Regions from separate parts of the Mus musculus genome. Here region 1 is linked to region 2. The links are chromatin contacts, called in public HiChIP or PLAC-seq maps. All regions are on one chromosome and are shown on one strand. The core of a region is the stretch at or near the end of the contact, and the rest is flanking DNA. Distances in the headings are between cores, read along the strand shown. Region 1 overlaps Gm36617 (a long non-coding RNA gene). Region 2 overlaps Mtss1 (MTSS I-BAR domain containing 1).

Region 1 (7,443 bases), core at 4,070-6,569, 250 kb after region 2:
ACATATATCTCCAGAGAGGCTCAATTTAGGAGCCAACTCTGCATCCTTCTCCATCAGAACAACCCCACACAGGTCCTGGGAATTTTTTTTTTTTTTTTTTTTTTTTTTTATCCAGGATCCCAGCCTGCACAGCCTCCTGCACCAAATATGTCTTCCCCTGCTTAGGCCAGACTACTTCATATGGGAGACCCTCTACCAGGTTTGTGTTGCTTCCAACCTTGGTCAGAGAAGCATCTTATTGTAGTGGGTAGGAGTTAATGCTTTGGGGGTTAACCCCTTATTACTATCTTATAACAAACTTATTACTGTTCAGATTGCTGACAATCAGCAACTGTGTGTGATCAGCTGCAGATGGGGTATCTATATTCATGTCCCATTCCCAAACTCAGGAGCGGAGATGGGACAGAAGCACAGGAGAAATGTAAAATGCTATACTGTAGACATGACTGTTGCATATATGAACTTAACTGCAGCTCTGGTTACCTTGTGCACAGGACTTGCATAAGATCAAGCCAGCGAAAAATTCCAGGGTGGAGAAGGGAGGGCCTCTGCAGATGCCACCCAAGGGGCTTTGGGCAGTCGATGGCTGCCAGAGAAAGCAGAGACAATTTTCTTTCCGTGGTAAGGCCACAGGTAGATTCCCCATGACCCAACGCCCAAGTGCATACAGACAGCACAAATTTGATGCAATAGGTTAAGAAAAATAAACCAAATATTTTAAAAGGACACGAAGTTGGGTGGGAGATGTGATGGGGGTGGTCCTGCAGGGGTTGGGGGGGGGGAGAGTAAGGGTGGAGATGATTGAGATACATGGTATACATGTACGAAATTTTCAAAGGATTTTTTAAGAAATGAAAAGTCTTTTAGATCATTTCTAGCTTCAGCTCATTGGCTGCTGCCAATAAATTTTCTGTATTTATATCTCCATGCCAAAGATAGAACCTTAAGGCTCCTTAATTGGTGGGAAAGACATTTTCTATCAAATGATCACCAAGGGTGAATGTGGGAAGCCCCCAATCCCACTCACAGAGTGGCTTCCCTTTCTCACAACCGCCCTTGTTTTACAACTGAAGGAACTAAAGTTCAGAGAGGGCAAATGATTCCAGATTATACAGCTGGTCCTTCCTGCACATGAGAAAGACTCAAACCCAAGTTACCCGACTTCAAACCTCGGTGCTTTTTAAGATAATGAGCCCCTGTAGTATCATCTTTACAGTCACGAGGTTTGGCACCAAAGTTTCTTCCCAGTTCATCACAGTCTCTTTGTGGGTCTCCAGAATAAGACATCCTAAGGCTGACTGGTCCTATTTGCTCCTCTCTGCTATATTAGCCCAGGGAGACTGGAACGGGGAAAAAGGTGGGTTCAATTTAAATGTCTTAGTAAAATAAGCCAAGAGAAACTCCAGAGTGCTTCTGACTTTTTTTTGTCCCTCTGCCTATGCCCAGTGTTGAGTCCTTAGGTCTGCTGCACCGTGAGGGAGTGCCAACCACTAACTGCCAACTGTTAACTGTTAACTGCCCAGGGCTGCTAAGCATGATGTCAGGCCTGATCATGTGACTTGTTCTGGCCAATGGGGTGTGAGGCAGCCAGCAACTGGTTCTTACAATTCTTTCCACTGTTGTTTTTTTTCCCCCTGTCTATTCCACAAGACCATCTAGACAAGATGCTGCTGGCCATGCCAGGCCCCACAGCATGAAAGATGTCAACCTGAGCTGAAGCCACTTCGAGGGATGTGTCAATAAACCAAGGTGTGCTGTGAGCCCCTGAGCTTGTAAGCCCACCATTTGTTGTCACAGCAGAATTTAACCTGTGCCAACACGGCCTAACACTCATTTCTTTGTCTTATAAATATTTTTCTCAGCTCTTATTGGGCACCAGGCTCTTTGGGAACAGATGCTATATCTTCCAAAGCTAGACCAGAAGTCCAGGCAGACAATGATGAAGGATTTTAGAAGGATACTATAGAAACCAAATGGAGTCCAGACTGGTTGGACTGGGTCACATGTCAATACAAGTTGGATGGGTGTCACTCTGTACTATCGTTATTCCCTCTGCTCTACAAGAAATAGTGCAGAACACGGCTGCATTTGGCATTTCTTGGGGGTCACACTTTGGGGCCTGGAGTGGTCCTGGGGGACAAAGATAGTATCTTAAACCTTTTGTATCCTAACATTCAACCAGTACTTCCTAAAACATCTGAGTCAACAACTCACACTGACACTCAGTAGTAAGGGTCAGTTTCGTGGTTCAGAGGGGTTTATTATTATTATTATTACTGTTATTATTGTTTTTTTTAAAAGTGCTTGCTGCCAAGTTTGACAGACCCAGAGTTCAATCTCAGGACCCACATGATGGAAAGAGCAGATAGACCCTGCAAGTTGTCCTCTGACTTGCACGTGTGTGCCGTGTGTTGTGACGCGAAAACTAAGTAAATGTCATTAAAAACCTTTTAAAAGGAAACACACGGACGAGGAGATGGCTTGGGGGCTATATAAGCACATGCCGCTGCTGCTCTTCCAGAAGACTCATAATCAGTTCCCAGCATCCATGTCAGGGGCTCACGGCTGCCTGGAACCCCAGCTCCAGAGGATCTGACACTCTGTTCTGGTTGTGCTCACACCATGAATGTGCACAGGCACAAGTGTGCATGATTGAAAAAATATTCTAAGGAACACAATACAAGAGGGGAAGATGGAGAGATGGAAGGGAAGGAGACAGAGGAAGACAGGGAGAGGAAGAGAGAGAGGGAGGTGGGGAACAGAGCCCTGTCTGGCCATATGGATGCCTTAAACGTCAGCCCTCATAGGCACCATGCCCTGGGCGTGGAGGGAGAAAGCCTCTTAGGACTCTTAGCCCAGGTAGTCCCCAAGAAGCCTTGAGTGCTTCTTCTGTCATATCCCGTGGTCCATGCATCTAGACTTGGGTCAGGAGTATAGCAGAGTAGCCATGAGTGCAGGAAAGCTGAGAAAGACCTTGACGGTGTCTCCCTTACACTTGGCAGTGTCTCCCCACATGGCACTGACACCAGAATGAACTCAGAAGATAAAGTGCCCTTCAGGAACTGTCCTACATTGAGCTGCTATAAAGAGGTGGTCTCATTCTCGTGACAGTCGGGAAAGGCGGGCTGGTGCAGAGGGGACCCGTTGCAGGAACTTCTCCCCTCGCTTACAAGGCATGCCAGCATGTCAGTGAATAGCCTGATTATCGTGGTTGATCTCCAGAAACCGCTGGGCCCCCGCATAGAGGCAGATGCAGCTCATTGAGACTCTCCCTCAGCTCTGGCAAGAGATGTTGACATCTCCAGATATGATATGGAAAATGCTACCTGAAGCTGTCATGAGATGTTGTCACTTGTTATATCCCCAAAGTACTCTAGAGTCACTGTCAACCTTCAACCCATGGCTGACGGATCCCATATCACCACGAGAATGTCTCTGCTGCTCTCTGGTGACATGGAAGTGGGTATCCATCCCATCTCCTTTCATCCCACCCCAAATGACCAAGTATCAGCCATTTCCTTCTCCTCCAGATTCTTGTTCCAAGTCATAGGCTACAACCATTGCCCCTACCCAGGGGTGCTGTCGCCAGAGTAGATAGAAAACAATGTGACTGCACATATAAATGTTAACTATGCTCCGTAGGGGAGACACTGTGGCTTAAAACTCACATTGTGACCCTCAGACTTGGGCTGGTGAGATGGCTCAGTAGGAAGGGCAGGTGCTGCCAAGCTTGACAACTTGAGTTGGATTCCCAAGACCCACATGGTGGAAGGAGAGAACCAGTTTCCACAAGTTGTTCTTTGACCCTCACATGTATGCTGTTAAACACACACACACACACACACACACACACACACACACATATACATATAGACACATCACAAATACTTGTAATAATTTAAAAAAAAAAGCCCTCAGACTCTGTTTTTATTTTTTGAGGTGGTTCCATTTGTAGTCATACGAGGATCTGACACTCTGTTCTGGCTGTGCTCACACCATGAATGTGCACAGGCACAAGTGTGCATGATTGAAAAAAAAATTCTAAGGAACACAATACAAGAGGGGAAGATGGAGAGATGGAAGGGAAGGAGACAGAGGAAGACAGGGAGAGGAAGAGAGAGAGGGAGGTGGGGAACAGAGTCCCCTCTGGTCCTCTCACGGGCTGTCTCTTCCCAGTCTGCGTTTTGAACAGGCCAGACTCCCTCCCTTGGGCCGCATGTGGATGCTTTCCTCTGCTCAGCAGATGACTAAGTGGCGTCTTTGGGGGAAGCATCTTTCCTCCAGAAGCCAACTGGGCGGCTGAGGGTGGCATGTCACAAATGTCATGAAGGATGGCAAAGGGAAGCAAGGAGTGCACCCGTTCAAGCCTCTTCATGTCAAGCTTGTTCAACTTAAATTTCCAGTGACTTCATTGGAAATTTTAAATCGTGGGATTTCTCCCACACCGTGCCCTTAGGAAACAAACACAAACAGGCAAGTCTCACAAGGGGGACCCATGTAGTTTGTTTCTGCCTGAACATTTGCAAGGGATATTAGTCTCAGAAACATGGGAGACACCTGAACATGTATGTTCAGTGTGTCCAGCTTTCTGGAGACAGGAGGGAAGGAAAATGAAAGTACAGACAGGTTCCCTGTGGGCCAGCTTTGACCTCAGCAGTTCTGACGCATTAGCCAGTGTTTACCTTCCAGTCCGTCCCGGCTACAGCTCCTTCAAAGTCACCCCTTGATTGGTGATGAGGATATGGAGATGCACAGGTGTTGCATGGCTTGTCTGAGTGACAAGCTTGCCCGGCAGTTGCAAGATGAACATCGTGCTCAGTAAAAGAATCATGCAGACCCATGATTCTCGAACTGAACTCTTACACAAAAGAAAAACAAAACCTAGAGAAGGGTTGTGTCCTATTTTATAGATGGAAAAAAAAATGGGACTTTTTATTTAATAAGTGACTTAGCAAATGTTGTTAAATCAGGGTGTCTCTGCAGGTGAGACGTGGATATGTCAACCCTCCCAGCCACCTAGGACCCAGCCACCCTGTGTGTGGAAGGAAGAAGCCTTGGGGAACAGGTCTCGGCCCAGGCAACCAACCAACAAAGAGACTCAGACTGATCCTATGGACAAAATGTTAGGGGTGACAAGTGTCACATTGCAGGCTTATAGTAGGGAGTAGAATAGAATGGATCTGCACAGTGAGTGAGGAAAGACACTGTCCTGTCTCCTCACAGATGGCTGCCTTCTGGCTCCAGGGCTCTGGCCAGCAGCCCTGTGCTATGGCCATGACCTACTTTTCGTTCAGCCGGTTATAGCCGTATGGCCTATTTCTTTCCTGCAGAATTATTTCCTAACGCTGGCTGGGTATGACTTGCTGAGCACAGCATTTATACACTTGGATGTGAAGAAAGAAAAAAACCCCTTTAAACTGGCAGAATCACATTCTGGAGCCGGGAAAAATTAAGATCAGAGTCTCAGATGGTTCTCTGCTTGCTTTCACATTGGTTTCCATTCTACAACTGCCCCAAGTTTTGTGTGTGTGTGTGTGTGTTTTAAAGGCTGTGGGTTGCTGTACCAAGTGCTTCCCTAACTAATACCTATTAGAATACAGTCTTTCCCAAGCTTGCTTTGCACAGTGGCATCTTAACTTGCTCATAAAATCCCACTGCCCGCAGAGGGCCCTGCTTGCGGGATCCGAGGGAAGAGAGTGAGAGTGGTGGTAAGTGACGTTAAGGTGGTAATTAGGCAAGGTAATTAGACCCTGTTGAAAGAGCTGAGCTGCAAAGTGCATGGTGATAAAGGGGCTGCCTAGACAACTAAATGGGTGTAATTAGATACAAAAGCGCCCATTCTCTCTTCCTTTCTGCTTCTCAAGACTTTCCGATTCTCAAGTCCAAACCTGCAGGTCCTCCCCTCACCCCCCCCCTGCGCCCCAGAGACCTGGGGAGTGTTCTGTCCCTCAGCTAGCAACCTCCCCCTAGTCTGAGCCTTAGAGTTCCTTATCCTTTTCTCTACCTTATTGCCACACTCCCAAAACAGAGCTGCAAACTCTAAGGATTCTCAGAGCATACGGATTTCAAAATCAGCCAGCCTGGAAGTCAAAAAGCTTATACACTCCTGCGGGGCCGGGAGCTCTTAGTTCCCGACTCTCCTTGGAAATTGATCGGATGCTCCATCGGCTCTGGAAATGGGGCTCCACCCACTGTGGGTTTTGACTCCTGCCCCAGATGATCTTTTCAACACACAAATTGGAACGCATCATTCTTTTGCTCAAACACCCCCCCCCCCGGGGGGCTTCCCAGTGTACACACAGTGGCCCCAGGCTCTTTCCCTGACGTCAGTGTCCTCAGTGATCTGACCTCTTCGGCTGCCTCATTCTCCCTCTCCACGCCATGATGCCGTGAACCTGCTTTGGTCTGACTCCCCTGTTAAGTTTCCAGCCTATCTGCGTCTCCGCACTCCGGACATTTGCACTGGCCAGTCCTGAGGGTCTCAGCTGAAATGTCACCTCCCCACGGAGTCTTCTTGCTTCACCTTTGCCAGCTGTTCTGTCTCCTTGGTGCTTTTGTTTACTTCAGACCACTAAACCACAACCGGAACTACTTATTGTTTGTCTCTTGTTCTCCGCCTCCCAGCAGGCTGCAGACTCGCTTGAGAGTAAATGGTCTTTTTCACTGTTAAAGGGATACATCTGGAGTCCTTCAAACAATGGCAGCTGAAACAGCAGCAACAGCAACAACAACAACACATTACTATTTCTTCTGTACCTATATTGGGCAGCCACGTTAATTTTTCAACGCCTGTCAGTTTGCCTCCGATTTCAGCAATTACCCCCGATCCAGGCCTTCGCATTACTTTCTTGGGTTTATACTTGCTACTTTTTTTTTTTTTTCTATCACAAACACCGGGACCAAAAGTAACTCGGGGGAGAAAGGCTTTATATCACCTTGAGGGGCTATCACCAAGGGAAGGCAGGTGTTAAAGCAAAAACCTGGAGGCGGGAACTGAAGCACGGAGGGGTGCTTACTGGTTTGCTCCCTGTGGTTTACTCAGCTTGCTTTCTTTTTTGTTTTGTGTTTTTGGTTTGTTTGTTTGTTTCCAGACAGGGTTTCTCTGTATAGCCCTGGCTGTCCTGGAACTCACTTTGTAGACCAGGCTGGCCTCGAACTCAGAAAGAAATCCACCTGCCTCTGCCTTCCGAGTGCTGGGATTAAAGGTGTGTGTGCTCCACCACATCAGGCTTCAGCCTGCTTTCTTATGCCACCCGCGACCACAGGATGGCACCACTCACAGTGGAATGGGCCCTCTAAGGCAATCATCAGTAAAATGTTCCGTAGACCTGCCTACAGGGCAATCTGATGTTGGTCATTCCACACCGGGAGTGAGGTTTCTTCTTTCTGGATGACTCCTGCTTCTGTCTAGCCACCCCACAACACACATGGACATGAGTCATT
Region 2 (6,766 bases), core at 2,560-5,059:
AGATGGATAATTTGTGTCTGGCTTTGCAACCTTGTTGCCAAGGAAGCTTCCAGACACTGGATTTCCTTTTGTTCTGCTAGAAATGTTAGTTGTGGGGAGAGGGGCTCTCCGTAAACAGCAGCAGGAAAATAAGGCCTGCCGCCCCCCCCAACACACACACACACACACACACACACACACACACACACACACACACATGAAAAGTGCAGGAGTCGGCAGATCCTGATTGCACAATTAGAGAAGGTTTCATCCCCACAGCTTTGGGTTCTACTTTCTCTATAAATACTTACTCATTTTCTAATTAAACAAACAATTAGTAGAAAGCACAGCCTGAGAAACTGCGTAGGTGTCACCCTCTTGCAAATGATGCCAAGTAAGGGTGAATCAGAAGTGTCGGGCTCTTAATGTTTGCAAAACTGGACCAAACCCGAAGTGCACATGCTTCACAGCTGGCTCTGGAATACAATCAAGGTAATTTTGTTTTGTTTTTATTTGTTTTACAAGGACTCAAAAACAATGAGCTACTTGGTTGGTTTCCAGTAAGGCTCAGCGTCTTTGTCAATGCAAAGTCATTGACTCAACAACACAACGCAAGCAGTGGCCTTCCTAGATCACAAGCTAAAAATCTCCTGACTCGGTGTGGCTAAACAAAGCTAATGTTTACTCTCCAGGGCTTCATTCAGAACTGGTAAGAGAAAAAGAAATGGCTGTAACATAAGAAAATCCCTGCACTCTAGGAAGGAAGACGGTACCAGCATCTTGCTCCAAGCATTCGCAAAAGAACACTTCGGCAGGCACAGGCTAAGTTTAAATTCCCTAATTATGGTGGTTTAAATAAGAAATGTCCTCCATAGGCTCAGATATTCGGACAGCTGATCCCAACTGGTGGCGCTGTTTGAGAGCAGTAATGGAACCTTTAGGAGGTAATGACCCTTCTGGAGGAAGAGTATATCACTACAGAGTAATCACACTGCACTTGGCCCTCTGCTTTCTACTTTCAGTTGAGAGATGATCAGCTTGGCTTCCTGCTCCTGCTACTAAGCTAATTCTGCTGCCAGGCCTCTCTGCTATGATGTTCTCTCATCCCCTGGGAATCTTAAGCCAAAATAAGCATTTTTATCTGTAAGTTGCTTTTGGTCCGGGAGTATTTTATCACAGCAATAGAAAACTAAGTAATATGCTAATTTAAAATCTGTGTTTGGTTCATTCATTCACTCGGTGATTATTCACGGAGCATCAGTTGCCAAGGAGATAAACAATGATACAAAGTCTGTGCTCCTGGAGCATCCAAGCTGCTGGGAGGAACATAGGAGGAAGAAGCCATGAAAATAAAGTACAATATGCAGAACAAAGACAGAGAAAGGACCGAGGATGCAGAGGACAGGGGTGTGGCTGAAAAGGGTTCCCCACGCTGGGGCTGGAACAACCCAAAGGTGTGGAGAACAAGACTTCCAGCAGAGGGAACAGCAGGCACATTGGTTCTGGGATGAACAGGAATTTGGAGAGGTGAGCACGGGGAACAGGTGGGGTTAGAGGTAAAAAGAGACAGGAAACGGTCAGACCCTGCAAGCTTGCAGGCAGTGGTCAGAGATTTCTAACTTCCTTCTTCCTAAGATGGAGTTTCACAAGTCCGCAGCAGCTGGTAATTAAAGTACCAGTGACTGCCTGAACCCAACAAGTTTATGTGCTTTGAGAGGTGTCATGGTCAACACCATGAGCACAGCACCCAGGACTTGCCAGGGGCTCTCGCTGAGTCCTTTTTTAAACATTTATACATGAGACGGTAAAGCCAGAGGTTTAAGGATGAGCCATAAAAAAAACCCCTCGCTCCTAATTACGAAGAAAGCAGTTCTTCCCATCTCTAAGGTTAAGGAAGAAAATTCTAGAGTCTAGAAGAAGCGACTTAGTAGTCGTCTCTCTCTGACAACTCCAAAGCATCACTTTAAAATGGCTTAGGACCTGGACACATGAGTGCCCGAAGGTCTAGTCACCCAAGAAAATGCAAAGTAAGAGACACAGGGCTCCTTGAGTCTCCATCAGAATCAGCTCCATGAGCCAGGTGTGGTGACGAATGCCTTTAATCCCAGCACTTGGGAGGCAGAGGCAGGCAGATTTCTGAGTTCAAGGCCAGCCTGGTCTACAAATTGAGTTCCAGGACAGCCAGGGCTACACAGAGAAACCCTGTCTCAAAAAAAAAAAAAAAAAAAAAAAAAAAATCAGCTCCATGGAAGCATCCAGATCGTAGCTCAGACCTGGCACACTTGTCCGTAGGGGGTTACTGGCCACAGAGCATAGTCCACTGCGGTTCTAAATGGTCTCTCTTCTAGTCTGCCATGCTGGGTGCAGCTTCTTCAATTATTTTTCTCTATATGGTACTTCTAAACTGCAAGTTCTCTCCTCAGCCAAAGTCCCTCTCCCTCTCCTCCCTCTTCCTCCCCCTCCTCCTCCTCCCCACCCCCCACCCCCCTCTTCCCTGAGATAGGGTTTCTCTGTGGTTACTCTGGCTGTCCTGGAACTCACTCTGCAGACCAGGCTGGCCTCGAACTCAAAAATCCACCTGCCTCTGCCTTCCAAGTGCTGGGATTAAAGGCGTGTGCCACCACTGCCCAGCTATCCTATCTCTTTCTAACCAAGCCCACCTTGTCCTCTGTGCAGGAAAACACCTTGTTTCTGTCCCCAGACCTCTGCTCCCCAGGTACAGATACCTGCACCGGGACTGCCAGGTTCCCAGGGAGGAGGGTCTCTTTGCAGAAGAGGATCAAAGTGGAGACAGCGTTCTGACACTTGCTCACTCCAACCAGATGGCTCAAATTTTAAAACAGACTCTCTGCAGTAGCAGAGCAGCTGAAATGCCCCAAAGGCAAATCTGAGGACAGGTCCAGTAGGGCAATCAAGTCACCGCTTACCCTTGTCTGATATCCATTTCCCTTGTAAAATAAGACATGCAAACAAGTTAAGGTTTTCCAATGGTGGACTAGCCAAGTCCCAACCAGTGTGATGGTGACAGCCTACTGAGTTCACATGCTTCCTGCTTGCTGGCACAGGAGGCCGTAGTAACTCTGTAGAAGTCTGAAGGGAAATTGTGAAGCTGCAATCTCTGGAGAGTCATATGGAATAAATACATTGTAATTCTCTCCAAGGACAGTATGAATTTGGGGATTTGGTGGGGGGGGTTTATCCCTCTTCTTGAATCAAGTGTAAAGTAAAATAAAAGGCCAGTACTAGTCTCTAAGGAATACAAAGGCCATACCAATGCTAAAGGACATCCATACGTCCTTTATCCACCTGGATAGTCACCTGGAATTACGAAGCAGTAAGAAGGGCATGGTGGAAGAACGTTGCCCTCTGCTTCCTGTCAGGAAAGAGACCAGGACTGGCTTCTGCTTCCTTTCCTAGTTAGCTAAGCCCCAAGAGCAGAACTGAAGAACTTAGCTCTGTGCCAAGCAAGCGAAGCCTTCTTCAGAGTTATCTCAAGCTGGGAAGGGAAGTTCCTGCGCATTCTATCCACCTCAGGACAGTGTGGAAGAGACAAGGGCAGGAAAACTACATGAAATGAAGTGATGAGAAGGGACCACACAAGGTGGGTCTGAAGAGACCCTCCTTGAAAGGAATCACTCTCAGAAGTGCCGGGCATGAAGGAGAGCTGGGCACACGCACGCACCACCCAGATGTGGGCCTACCAAGGAAACCGACACCCAAGCCACGATTCCAAAATCCTGTGTGAAAGTCCTCAGGGGGTGAGGGAGAGAGGACTGCGCTAGTCCCTTGAGCTATTTTAAGCACTATGACTTCATCCTGCTTGCTGAAGCAGACAGATGGGCCCCATCAATTCATGCCACTACAGGGGAGGGAGACCCAGACTAGAAGCCACACGTTCATCCTGCCTTCGTGCATCCTGATGATGGGGCTCTGGCACGGGGGCAGGAAGCCCCGTTTCTTTTATTTCTTGTCTTTCCCAAACCTAAGGGTATTTGACAAGTGTCACACTTCATGGAAGCAGCCACCAGGCCTACCCGGACAATGGCCCTGGTGGAGCTGCAGCTAAAGCCAGGAAGCCTTTCTGCTGTGATCAGCCCCAGCTAACCATGACCTCTCTTCCCCTCCAAACACAGAGGCTCCTCCTCAGCAAAGAGTGGAAGAGACAAAAGGCTGAAGATTAGAGCAGAGTGAGGTAGACTCGTGTACCACAGGTCACTCTGGGGCACAGGGTTCCCTCCCACCATCTTTCCATGAACTCAGAGAACCCAAAGGACAGGCATAAGATTAACTATATGCACGTGTGTGCTAACCCTCTGCCAGGCACTTGTCAGTCTTATGTAAAACTCCCAACCACCGTATGTATGAGGTTAGATCCCGCTCATTCTTGTCTCCAATCCCAGCAGAGAGAAGCAAGTCAGAGAGCTGGGACAATAGCAAAGCTGGGAAGACCCCTCCACCATCAGAGGGTAACAGGATCAAATGCTTTGCCGGCCTCCGAAGGGAAGGTGTGAGGCTTACAGAAGACCCTGATTCTCCACCAGCCTACCAGATGTGTCACTAGGAAGCATCATGAGGGAGGAGGGCTGGAGACCAACAAGTGCCGGGGGGGGGGGGGGGTCACTGGGGCCGATGCAAGAACACGGGACAGTTTAATTAATGAGGTCACTGCCTCTTAGATACTTTGGATGCTGCTCAAGGATCCCCTCCAAAGAACTCCAAAATGTCTCCACCGGCTCAAGAGAGCCAGCCCCCAGGCTCATTCTGCAGGAGTCTTCAGTTTGCCCTCCCAGGGCCCCAGCAACCATGAATCTTCCTGGTTCTCTGTCCACCTATTCAGACCGAGTCACACAAGGTAGACTGTACGACAAGGGCGTCTGAGTTTAAGGGGCTTTTGAGAGTCATCTAAATTGCAGTGTGTATCAACACTTCGTTCTTTCTAAGCTCTGATAATATCCCATTAGCTAGATGTCACGATCGGCTCCTGCAGTCATCCAACGGAAGCCGGGTGGCTGGCTTCCATCTTCTGACTATCATGCACCGCACCGCTGTGCACGCTCCTGTGGAGGGCTGTTAACTTTTAAAGTTCTTTTACGTTTGACTCTGACACACACGTATGTGAAGCCTGGTGCTGTGGACTGTATTTGGGGCATGCTGCCTTCCTCATTAACCTATAAGGTTCCAACCCTTCCACCTTTTTATAAGAAAAAATGGCCAAGACTTTCCAGAATTTCCACAGCAGAGTCAGACACAAAGGAATGAGAAGGTGACTGCCAATTATTAGGCTTTTAGAAATTACTCATAACTGAGAATGTGCGGCAGGGCTTTTATGAAGCTGGATATTATTCCAGATACGCATGGGAAATGAGACGGTGGCATGAAAGGTTAGATTAAAAAACAAAATATGACACTACAGGAATACGGAGAGAAGGGAAGAAATGATACAGGGGAAGGAGGGCCATGGTTCTCTACTCTGGCGCTTTCCTTCACTGCTGCCTAATTAGGTGACCTCAGAACGCCCTGGCTGCCCTTCCATCAAAGGTGGCATCCCACGACCACCCAGAGATGATGCTCCCACGTGTAGAAACCCAGCGAATCTCTGTTACAATTCCAAACATCTCGGTAAATGGTGGAAGAGCGACATGCCCAATATCAAACCCCCGTCAATGGAAAAGGCTGACCTTATCCTTAATATCCTCAGTACTTGGCTTCCAAGACCACTCCTCACCAGACAAAGAGAAAGAACCAATCCTTTCTCCGAGTGGAGAAGCCTTACGTCATCGTGAAAAATGTCCCACTTCCCTCAGATCCCTTTCCCATCTAAAGTCTGGGTCTCTGGGTTTCGGATTTGGTATAGAGAATTAAATCACAACGGGTGTGTCGAGGGGGCAAAATGCAGCCTCGCTCTGGGAAACAAGCCTTTGGGGATTCAGCCCCTGGGCGGCAGCCAGCACAGTGCCATACACACGCTGATTAAAGAACCAGGCCGCCACATGTCACTTCAAATATTCTTCACCGTACACATAATAGAGTGGGGCAGATGAACATTCTCATACTGTGCTCCTCCCAATGGGGTGCACAGGCAAAAAATAGACTATTGAAATTGTAAAGGCACTAGGGGTGTGGAGGGGGATGGGAGCAAGATCATCACGGTTGTAAGAGCGACATAGAAGTCTTCTCCCTTAGCATCACCATGAACATCTGTTGTTGATTTCATTCTTTTGTTTTCTCCAATCAAAGGCTCTCAATTAAGGAATAAACAATTGGGGTTGGGGTGGAGGTGGCTACTTAAAAGACAATTTCACTCCGAACATTTCAATTTACACAGGGAAATAAATGACTCACTTTCCATCTCTGCTTCCACCTCCATCCTTCCAAGGTGCTCTGCTTTAAAGGAAACTAGAATGTCCCCAGAAAAGGCCATTTAGTCTCTACCAGAACAGTTCAGCTCCATAAGGGTACAGTGGTGGCCATGGACAAGCCCCAGGAGAACCAGCCAGGTGCATTCCCAGAAATGGGCACACATTTCAACTAAAATTCCATGTCGCCTTAGACTGTGACAGATTCCAACGATCTGAAAGCCTTTCTCAGCTTATGGACAAGTGGCAAACTCATTTTCTGGGGTGTAGTTTGCATAGCACTGCTCTAAATGGCTGGCGCTGAAGTTCTGAGATACAATTCCTCTTGTTCATAGGGGAGGGAAAGGCAGAGGTCTGCGTGAACCAAAAGAGAACCAGGCGAGGGCAAAACAGGAAGAACACAGCAGAGACCAAGAGCCAAACTCTGTCAT

What was found. HiChIP or PLAC-seq counts read pairs in DNA pulled down with a chosen protein or histone mark.
Region 1: an H3K4me3 HiChIP or PLAC-seq map of forebrain shows a contact between it and region 2, with 4 times the contacts expected there. The contact joins two enhancer-like sites. A contact is called at or near these places in 2 of 484 Hi-C or Micro-C datasets (nephron progenitors and ventricular fibroblasts), 7 of 115 datasets of contacts at active chromatin or transcription factors (bone marrow-derived macrophages, embryonic basal ganglia, embryonic hindbrain and 4 more) and 3 of 9 other capture datasets (adipose tissue, embryonic stem cells and pancreatic islet).

Annotation. Positions count from the first base shown.
Region 1 is chr15:59,273,727-59,281,169 of GRCm38.p6, forward strand. All of the region lies in intron 2 of Gm36617 (a long non-coding RNA gene), which reads left to right. Among named protein-coding and RNA genes, the nearest start is that of Gm36617, 31 kb to the left of the region's middle. Within about 2 kb of position 5,320, at least 90 of the 459 cell types and tissues checked have an H3K27ac peak or open chromatin away from gene starts, as enhancers often do. A contact at or near this core is called in forebrain and pancreatic islet, where this site is marked.
Region 2 is chr15:59,026,417-59,033,182 of GRCm38.p6, forward strand. All of the region lies in intron 3 of Mtss1 (MTSS I-BAR domain containing 1), which reads right to left. Among named protein-coding and RNA genes, the nearest start is that of Gm41330, 35 kb to the left of the region's middle. Within about 2 kb of position 3,810, at least 109 of the 459 cell types and tissues checked have an H3K27ac peak or open chromatin away from gene starts, as enhancers often do. A contact at or near this core is called in forebrain and pancreatic islet, where this site is marked.